2 separate regions of the Zea mays genome follow, and region 2 is linked to region 1. Evidence: chromatin contacts called from public Hi-C data. All regions are on one chromosome and are shown on one strand. The core of a region is the stretch at or near the end of the contact, and the rest is flanking DNA. Distances in the headings are between cores, read along the strand shown.

Evidence for each region. A called contact is a pair of places that touch in the nucleus more often than the background predicts.
Region 2: a Hi-C map of leaf shows a contact between it and region 1, with 8 times the contacts expected there. The contact joins the promoter of pht2 here to the promoter of LOC100217218 in region 1. A contact is called at or near these places in 4 of 25 Hi-C or Micro-C datasets (bundle sheath, ear, leaf and 1 more).

The regions. Positions count from the first base shown.
Region 1 is chr1:242,060,156-242,065,192 of Zm-B73-REFERENCE-NAM-5.0, forward strand. LOC100217218 reads left to right here and starts at 1,892. Exons shown (of 5, transcript NM_001366163.1): 1 at 1,892-2,233; 2 at 2,391-2,532; 3 at 2,627-2,693; 4 at 2,767-2,989; 5 at 4,179-4,413. The coding sequence starts at 2,172. The coding sequence ends at 4,392.
Region 2 is chr1:242,286,194-242,291,230 of Zm-B73-REFERENCE-NAM-5.0, forward strand. It overlaps pht2 (phosphate transporter protein2), which reads left to right and starts at 2,298. Exons shown (of 1, transcript NM_001112346.2): 1 at 2,298-4,181. The coding sequence starts at 2,366. The coding sequence ends at 3,991.

The DNA of each region.
Region 1 (5,037 bases), core at 642-3,141:
CACATCGACTGGTAAATGAACACATGCAGTCCCTTATGACCTGGTGGATGTAACGATGACTTTGATCTGTCCCTTTACTCGTAACACCAATACTATACCTATATGGAATTGTTTTTGGATACCAATACCAGGGGCAAGCTTGGACCTACGGCGCACAGGTTTGTATACCTTTGTTTTTTTTTCGTGAGGTTTTTGTACTTTTGTGCTTGAGGGTATTGACAAGGTTGAAATATTTCGGAAATTTTATAGTTTAGATTTAGACTCGACGTATGTGTCACGTGCAACAAAACCAGCTCTATCGCCTCTCACAAACAAACCTACTATGGGCATATATAATGTAGATACTATATTGTAGTACTCCAAATACTAGACATATTTAAGAAGCTTGTTCATACAACCTAATGTATTTAAGCATTATATTTTATTCATCAAAACCTCTTAAGACACGACTTATTTACGTGGATTGCCCTGTGTATATATAATCCACATAAATGGTTCGTATCTTAAGGAGTATCTAAGGAGTTTAGTGAAAAAACACAAGATATATATCTCAGTGAAGAAACGTATTTAGCACGGTTCTAAGTCTAAAAGATATGGTTTTACCATACAATCCACATAAATGAATTGTATCTCGAGGGTATGAATAAGATAAAAGACTTCGATACATTAGGTTGTATGACGGGCTTTTTTTTAGGTATATACAATATAGTATCTAGGTTGTACATGTCTAATTATTAGCTAGCCTTATTCGCCGATTTAAAGTCGTTACACAAAGATACTAATATTTTTATGTACCTTTAATTTGTTGTCCGACCAACTATTAGCAGGTGGATTTAAATGGCCTTTCGGCCTAAAAAAATACTAGTATGCATTATTATATTAGTAACCAGTTAATTTTTAGTGCTAATTAATCCAACAAGACCCGTTCGGTATTTTTTTAGAAACGTGCGTAACAATAAATCTATTGATATGGCTATATAATTCCATACAATAGTTTTCGAACACCTTCGATTTACAGGACGCAGAAGAGTTAAGCTAACTAGGGGCTAGGGCAGTACCATGAAAAAGAATCTTGGCCAAAAAAAAAAATCGTTTATCATTGGTTCAAGACAGAGGCCTGAATTATAATACTTCCATCTGACATCTCTATCCGGTAATGAAAACATGTGACATCGCCATTCATCAACCAGGCTTGGTGGATGGGTCAGCCTCAGCCACTGAGCCACAGACGTCACGAAACCTCACCAGGACCAGGCCATCCTGCCAATCATGGCCTCGGAATCTTGGATAAGGACACAACGGTCCCACACCGGCCCTCCCCCCAAACCTCCCCCAAACCAGGGCGGGCCGCGGGCGTCGTCGGCGAGCGCCTCACGGAAACCAGAGCCCACTGGTTTCTTTCCGTCCCTTTCCTCCTCCCACGGCGTCGAGGACGGCTGGGCTGCCATAAATATCCGGGCAGCGAACCTGCCATGTTGGCCTGGACACCGGCGGGCCCCGCGCGTCGGTGACGTGGGTGGATGGTCTGTCTGTCCATCATTCCATCTGCGCGTGCCGAGGACCGCGCGTGACAGCGACCCGCCGAGGATGGATATTTTTGGGATTTTTTTTCGTGGGACCCGCATGGGCACGTCGCAGCACGAAGTTATCTGCGCAACCTCTATCTAAAGAATGACAGATGGGACCACGTGGTTATTTGACCCCACCTTTCAGTGGTAAAACGTGGAGCGTCAGGTGTGCCGAGATGTGGGTGGGGCCCGTGGACCACTGCCGTGCGGGCTCACCCAAGGACACTGTTCCTCGTCGTCGCTCTCGCGGTCTCGCCCCCGGCGGCCCCCCACGAGTGTGGCAACAAAAGGGTCTCGGTTCGGAGTTGGACTCGGAGTCGGCCAGAACAATCCAGCGAGCTCGAAAAAAAGGGTACGAATAGGAACCCCAATCCAGGGCCGGAGGGCGAACGAACTCAAAAGCAAGCCGTTCCAGTCCAATCCGCCCCAGTCCAAATCTAATCGCCGGGTTTAGGCACAAGGGGCGGGACGCGGCGAGGTTTAGTCGGGGTTTGTTTTGTCCCTTCCGTGCGATTCTGCTCTCCGCGCGGGAGGCAAGTACTGACGGAAGCGAAGACCAAGGCGGAGGAGGGGGGTCCCCGGCGGTGGAAGTGGAACGCGCCGATGCGCAAGTTTCAGGACTCCATCAAGGCCCTCCAGGCCGACATCGATCACGCCAATGCGATGTGAGTCCTCCAGGGAGCGGGATTTCCTGTTCGCCCCCTTTCCCTTTGCTTGCTCACGTTAAAGGCGGAATCTTTTACTCTTCTTCGACGTTTTTGGATGACTGAATGACTTTTTTTTCGCGATGGCGGGGGTTGTTTGTTTGTGCGATGCGAGCAGGGCGTCGGAATTCCTGAGGGACTACGACGGCTCGGTCATCCAGATGCGGGTGGCGTACAGCGCCGTCGCGCATTTCCTCCTGCAGTGGACCGACTGCAAGCTCGCCGGCGCGCTCGGCCTCCTCAAGGTTATGCTATACAAGGTATCGCCGCCTTGCACCCTGCTAGCTCGTGCCCGTGCTCGATTAGGGTTTTCACTCCACGAGTTGGCTTGCTGAGTTGCCGTTTCTCCGGCAGGTGTGCGCGGACGGCTCGTCGGCGCTTCCTGATTGGGAGATGGAGGCCAGCATCAGGGAGTTCTACGGTAATTAACCCACCCCCTTCCTCTCTTCCTCGAACAACTAACTGTCGGTTCTGACGGCGTTGCGCAATGGCAGGCGTCATTTTCCCGTCGCTGCTGCAGCTTCCGAGTGGCATCACCGAGCTGGACGACAGGAAGCAGAGGAAGCTCTGCCTGAAGAAATTCAGGAGCAGGGATGAGCAGCTCTCGGAGGTGGACACGGAGAGGGAGCTCGAGTGCGGGATCTGCCTCGAGGTTAGCCCCAAGGTCGTGCTGCCCGACTGTGCCCACATGCTCTGCATGCGGTGCTTTGAGGATTGGTAATATCTCTTTTCTCCTAGCTTAAAATCTTTGGCCGAGTCCATAAGCGTGCATGAAGTTTGATTTTTTTATGTTCCACATTTACACAAATTTGGTCATGTTAGCTTATGGATGGCAAAGTACTATTTCTCACGGGTTCTGAAGCAGAATTACAGTCAAGTACTTCTCGTGGGTTCTAAAGCATAATGTTTTCTGAAGCAGAATGTTGAAACTCTGGATTGGGGAACATGGGAAATTTGTTTTTAGTGGAATTATATTTCTTTATGAAGTGCTGTTTTCTTTTTTTCTTTTTTGAAAATTGGTGTCACCGTTTTTTTTGAATGAGGCAATTTCAGTGTAGGTGGTCGGTTTGGAGCCTTTTGAGTGTCAGATGGTCTATCTCTACATCTCTAGTCATTTGACAGAATTTTAAGTTCTTGATTCAGGCTGTTCATCAAAGCAACTTGAACTGAAAATACCATTATTATGCTAGGAAAGAGTAGGGAGCTTTCTATCGAATCAGTAGTCTGCTTCCGAGTTGGTAACTTGGTACCACAAGGAGCAGTTATGGCTGGAGCATCACTTTCATTTTGGTTGCATGATGACTCTCGTCAGAACAGCAAACCCCTGCATTTTTTGTGTTATACTGCCTCCATCCTTTCATAATTGACGCCAAACAGTACGGAAATGAACTACAAAACCTCAAATAGAAAAAAATTATGGAGGGAGTACCATGGGTGCAGCGGTAATATTTATCTTGACCTTGTCGTTTAAGATTCAAGTTGTAGTTTTTTTTTCTTCTTCAAAAGATTCAATGTATATAGTCGGTTAGTAGCAGATGAAGCGGTCTGATGAAATCTGGTTTAATGGCACTTCCATTCAGCTCACCTCTTTGTTGGGTCAGGATAAGCTTGGCTCTCTCTTTTCCAGTCTTTATCTTCCACTGGATATTTTGTGCTTTACTAGAGATAATCTTCCACTCCCTTCAGCCAATATTTGACTACACCCTAGATATTTTGTGCTTTGGATGCATCATCATCATCATCATCAAGCCTGACAAATCTGACCTTTCCATTACCCGTGCTCCCAACCTATCATATTCATACCATTCACTCAAACAATCTGTATCGAAGCTATTATAAGTGATGATGATCCTAATGGTGGGCCGGGGTCGTCATAACACAAGTTCGTTCGCTCTTTGCACTACAGGAACGAGAAATCGAAGTCCTGCCCCTTCTGTCGCGCCTGCCTGGAGGAGGTGAAGCCGGGCAGCCTGTGGATATACACCGACGACAGCGACGTGGTGGACACGGATACCTTGACTAGGGAGAACATCAGGCGGCTGTTCATGTACATAAATAAGCTGCCACTTGTAGTCCTACATGTAGTTGACCTTGACGTTTACAAGTACCGCATCAAGTAAAATGCAACTGATTCTTGGTGATGTGCCAGTTGTTTAAGTTGTGGTTCATGTGATGGTGTTGTAGGGGTGTGTTCCTTGCCCAGGGCCGTGTGAGACTGAGCCCGTGGTGAGCGGGGAAGTTGTGTGAGCCCATGGATGCCCCAGGGCCGCAAATAGAGCGCGTTAGTGATGTGAAGGCACTTCGGGATCAAACAGTGGTGGAGGATGAGTCAAAAACAAGGTATGGCGAAGTTAAAAATGTATATGACAATATAAAAAAAATCTAGGTAGAAGCAAATGCGACAATAAATTACTGTATAAAATAACGGATAGAGCATCGCAAATTGCAATAGGTGCCTCTCATCCGTGCATTGGCATTGCTCTTTCCGTTTGGATCCATTCTTACTCAACTACTTTCACTAAATCACCGAGCCTCCTTAATTTACTCAATTACTCAAGCTAGCGTGATGGATGACATCTGCTCGTGACCTCGTGTTTGCCCCTAGGTCCTAGCTGCATCTCGGCTATGTCTATACATGTTGCTCAGCTCTGCTCGGCCCCTACACGTCTACAACGTATGGGATTCAGCCTTTGGAAGCCCATTAGTAGTTAGCGAATGGAAGCCCATATTGTGGCCTAGCTCCACTAGTAGATAACAGTTCATTC
Region 2 (5,037 bases), core at 1,048-3,547, 230 kb after region 1:
TGAGGCAACGGTTGACCCGGGTATGAGTTCAGTGTCATACCATATAATGGTTGGGACTGTATTGGCCCATTTGTTGTCGATGTATCTAGCGAGGTTTCTACAATGACATCATGGGATAGAAAACTAGGAATAGTAGATTTTTCTAATGTACGTGTGAGCTTTTTAAGGGTTTCTTCTATCCCATCGTTACGTTGTTCCAACTGATCTCGTTGCTATAATTCTATAGAATGCTTAATAGATTGGTCACTGGAATTACTTACATCGCTGTCGTGGAGCAGAGACACGAGGGCGTTGAGCTTGATTTCTCGTTGCCTAATGATCTTCTGGTGTTGATCCACCGTGAAGTGCGCCATGAATTTCTCCTTCACTCCTTGCGCACTTGGGCGTGTCGTTGCAGCGCATGGTCATCCCATTGCTTCATGAGATTTTTGAACCGCTATTGTCCTTGGTTGGCATGCTTTCCATAGTCGGCTTAACGATGTTACTTGTGGAGACGTCGATGAGTAGCGTAATGGTTAAGACTTCCGAGTAGCACCTCTAGGTCATAGGTTCGATCCCCCTCGGGGACAATTTTCTGGCTTGGTAAAAAAATCCCCTTGTTGTGCCTCGCCCGCACCCGGGTTACGTCCTGCGCGCACCCTCTGGCTGGGCCGTTGTGGAATGGGCAGTGACAGTTCGCTAGTGATGGGGGCCAGGGTTCAGGGATTTTCTCGGCCGATACTATGTTTTGATCTCTTCTTAATATAATATTGGGAGGGCGATCTTTCTCTCCTCCACCGAGTTTGGATACATTGATATGATCTTTGGAACCAGCCATGTGGGGGGTCGATTTTTAGTAGATCTAAACACCCTTTTTCATAGTGGAGTCGCCAAAAAACATGTTGGCTCGCTTTTGGGGCGCCAAAAAACGTGAGGCGCGCAGATGGCTTTGTGGATCTCCTATAGAACCTAGATCTCGCCCTTGGAAGGGACCGCGTCAAGAGAGGAAAGATCCTAGGATTGTCTTGGTGTCGACAAGTCACCCAAGACGCCTATAAACGATGTAAAGTCGTAGAGAGGTGAACATTGAGATGAGGAAGACTAATCTAGACTAAATTACTGCTACTCCTAAGGCAAGAATGTAAAGGTAATGATAATAGATTAGTGTGATTAGTTGGATAAGCACACGCGGGAAAAGGACATTTCGATCGAGTTAATCTAATCGTGGACCATCCAAACTATACCCGCAGACTATTCAAGGCGCGGACCGTTCGGGCCACATAGTCGGACCGTCCGGTCGTGCCTGGGTGTCAAACTGTTCGGGACACGGGCCGTGTGGGTCACATAGACGGACCGTCCAGTCGTGTCCAGATGCCAAATATAGTGCTCAACATAATGTTTGCATGACCCAGAGAAGCTATGTTCTTGTAAACTTGTCAATGGTAGTTGAAGTTGAGAAATTCATGTTGCAACGATATCCACTGCTTTTCTAAGGCCAGTATCCGTTGAATTTGCTGCCTAGCGCTGCACGCTTAGGGGAGACGCCAAGTCGTCGACGATGATGTGTGCTGCTAGCTTTAGAGCATCTCCAAGAGACTAACTAAATAACTCGTCAAACCAAATTTTAGCTACTCAATAGTAAATTAAATCTCCAACAGACTAGCTATTTGACTAGCAAGTTATCTGACTCTGTAAATTGTCTCTCTCACTAGCTAAATTTGGTTAGCCACCTGACTAGCCAAACTAGATAGATAGTCTGTTGGGCTGAGATGCTATATATAGAGTGTAGTCTTTATGAAAATGTAAATAGATAGTCAAATAGAGAGAAAAAATGAAGAGTGGAGATGCTCTTAGCCTGCTACTGTATTCACAAGTACTAGCTGCGTCCACACCTCACACTCATCGTAGTAATCAACTGGATGTCTGGATGACGCCACACACGGGGTGAATTCAATTTCAAATTCAGACAATAGGAATCGACGTAAATAAAAATAAAAAAAGGATGAAAGCATCTTCTTTTCTGTTGTCAAACTGATTGTGATCGGTGCGGGCGCGCGAGCAACTCGAGCAAACGCGTGCGTGCGAGTACGGTCATGCCAGCCATGAGCCATCCCATTCCCATGCCCATCCCAGTCGTCGCCGGCCGCATGCAGGCAGGCTGACACAGTGACACCCGACTTCCTAGTCTAAACTAAACGGCGGGCGCCAGCGGCCAGCGGCCACCCACAAGCAGAGTAAAATATTCCGCCTAGGAGGATCCGCGGACCGAGCAGCAGACTGCATATATATCCGTGTCCGGCCGCGCCATTTGTGCACACCAACACCACCACGGACCACCGCGCTTGTCGTTGCATTGCAGGGCAGCTAGCCGGCTATAGCATCCGCCATGGCGCGCGGCGGGGACGGCCTGCAGGTGCTCAGCGCGCTGGACGCGGCGAAGACGCAGTGGTACCACTTCACGGCCATCATCGTCGCCGGCATGGGCTTCTTCACGGACGCCTACGACCTCTTCTGCATCTCCCTCGTCACCAAGCTGCTGGGGCGCATCTACTACACGGACACCAGCAAGGACAACCCGGGCTCGCTGCCGCCCAACGTCGCCGCGGCTGTCAACGGCGTCGCCTTCTGCGGCACGCTGGCCGGCCAGCTCTTCTTCGGCTGGCTCGGGGACAAGCTCGGGCGCAAGAGCGTGTACGGGATGACGCTCATGCTCATGGTCATCTGCTCCGTCGCGTCGGGCCTCTCGTTCGGCCACACGCCCACGGGGGTCATGGCCACGCTCTGCTTCTTCCGCTTCTGGCTCGGGTTCGGCATCGGCGGGGACTACCCGCTGTCGGCGACCATCATGTCCGAGTACGCCAACAAGAAGACCCGCGGCGCCTTCATCGCGGCCGTCTTCGCCATGCAGGGCTTCGGCATCCTCGCCGGCGGCATTGTCACGCTCGTCATCTCCGCCGCCTTCCGCGCGGGGTACCCGGCCCCGGCGTACAGGGACGACCACTTCAACTCCACCGTGCCGCAGGCCGACTACGTGTGGCGCATCATCCTCATCCTGGGCGCCGCGCCGGCGATGCTCACCTACTACTGGCGGATGAAGATGCCCGAGACGGCGCGCTACACCGCGCTCGTGGCCAAGAACGCCAAGCAGGCCGCGGCCGACATGTCCAGGGTGCTCCAGACGGAGATCGTCGACGAGCAGGAGAAGCTGGACGAGATGGTCACCGCCGAGAGCAACACCTTCGGCCTCTTCTCCAGGGAGTTCGCGCGCCGCCACGGGCTCCACCTCGTCGGCACCTCCACCACGTGGTTCCTGCTCGACATCGCCTTCTACAGCCAGAACCTGTTCCAGAAGGACATCTTCACCAGCATCAACTGGATCCCCAAGGCCAACACCATGAGCGCGCTGGAGGAGGTGTTCCGCATCTCCCGCGCCCAGACGCTCATCGCGCTCTGCGGCACCGTCCCGGGCTACTGGTTCACCGTCGCGCTCATCGACGTCGTCGGCCGCTTCGCCATCCAGCTGCTCGGCTTCTTCATGATGACCGTCTTCATGCTCGGCCTCGCCATCCCCTACCACCACTGGACCACGCCCGGCAACCACATCGGCTTCGTCGTCATGTACGCCTTCACCTTCTTCTTCGCAAACTTCGGCCCCAACAGCACCACCTTCATCGTGCCGGCCGAGATCTTCCCGGCGCGGCTGCGGTCCACATGCCACGGCATCTCCGCCGCCTCGGGGAAGGCCGGCGCCATCATCGGGGCCTTTGGGTTCCTGTACGCGGCGCAGAACCAGGACAAGAGCAAGGCGGACGCCGGGTACCCCGCGGGCATCGGCGTACGCAATTCGCTCTTCGTCCTCGCTGCCTCCAACTTGCTTGGCTTTATCCTCACCTTCCTCGTGCCGGAGTCCAAGGGTAAGTCGCTCGAGGAGATGTCCGGGGAGGCTGACGACGCCGAGGACGACGCCGTCGGCACCCGCGCGGTGCGGCCGTCGGGGACCCAGATGGTGTAGAATCGAACATGGCGACGCGTGCACACGGGTCCTCCATCCTGGGGCCCGACTGGGAAGACAAGGCGCGCCGGTTCAAGCCTGCCGATGCTTTGCTGTGCAGAAGTAGTTCGTACAGGTGCATGTGTGTTATAGGCGGGAAAGTAAGTGAACTTACACGCTTGTATTTATTATATCCAACCTTACGTACAGCAACTCCAGCTCCATTGCATCATCTAGTCCACAAATATTATATATATTAGCAGTTCATACAAATAATCTAAATTCAAAATCACTAAACTAAATGCAACAGTTCATATTTTAATTTAGTTTAAAACGACACGATCCATCGCATGACGCTGTGCCCTCATCGTCAAACACACGCCTACCTTTGCTTGCTCCATGTGCTTCCGCATTGGCCGACACACCCCCCTCACCCCCTGTAACAAGTATTTTGCTTGCTACCTGTGCTGCACATTGGCCGGCCCACAAATAATTGTGCTAAAAGAGTTGAAGCTTCACAATACCATGATAGAAAATGTTGGTTTCAATTGGGCTTAGCATAGTTTTATTCAACAAAAATGATATGATACTTAAGGTTAAAATTAAATGTTAAGTGAAATAAGGTTCTAGTCTGTTATAAGAGCTAGTTTGGTGACCAGGTAAATGGAGGGATTCATGGAGGATGAATCCCCTTGCTATTTAAAATTGAATAGCAATGAGATTTCTCCCTATAAATCTCTTCCATTTTTCTGATCACCAAATCAGCTCTAAAAGTTTTACTAAAGATTACCTTAGCTCAAGTAGGTGACAAATATGTGCACATGTTATTAAGTCGAAAGAGGTGAATGATGCGCCACACGCACACACGCCATTGAGATGAACCGTGGTGTGTGTTGGAATAAGTGTTGGAATAAGTGTAAACGAGACACAGAGAGTAGAAAGGAAATGACAGTTGTAAGTCTTTATTGCAGTGAAACATTGATTATATACAGACTGCAGGGGTACTTTCCCAAGGGGTGCGACCCTTGGGCAGTAACCCATCGGATGGGTTTGATCACATGTGCATA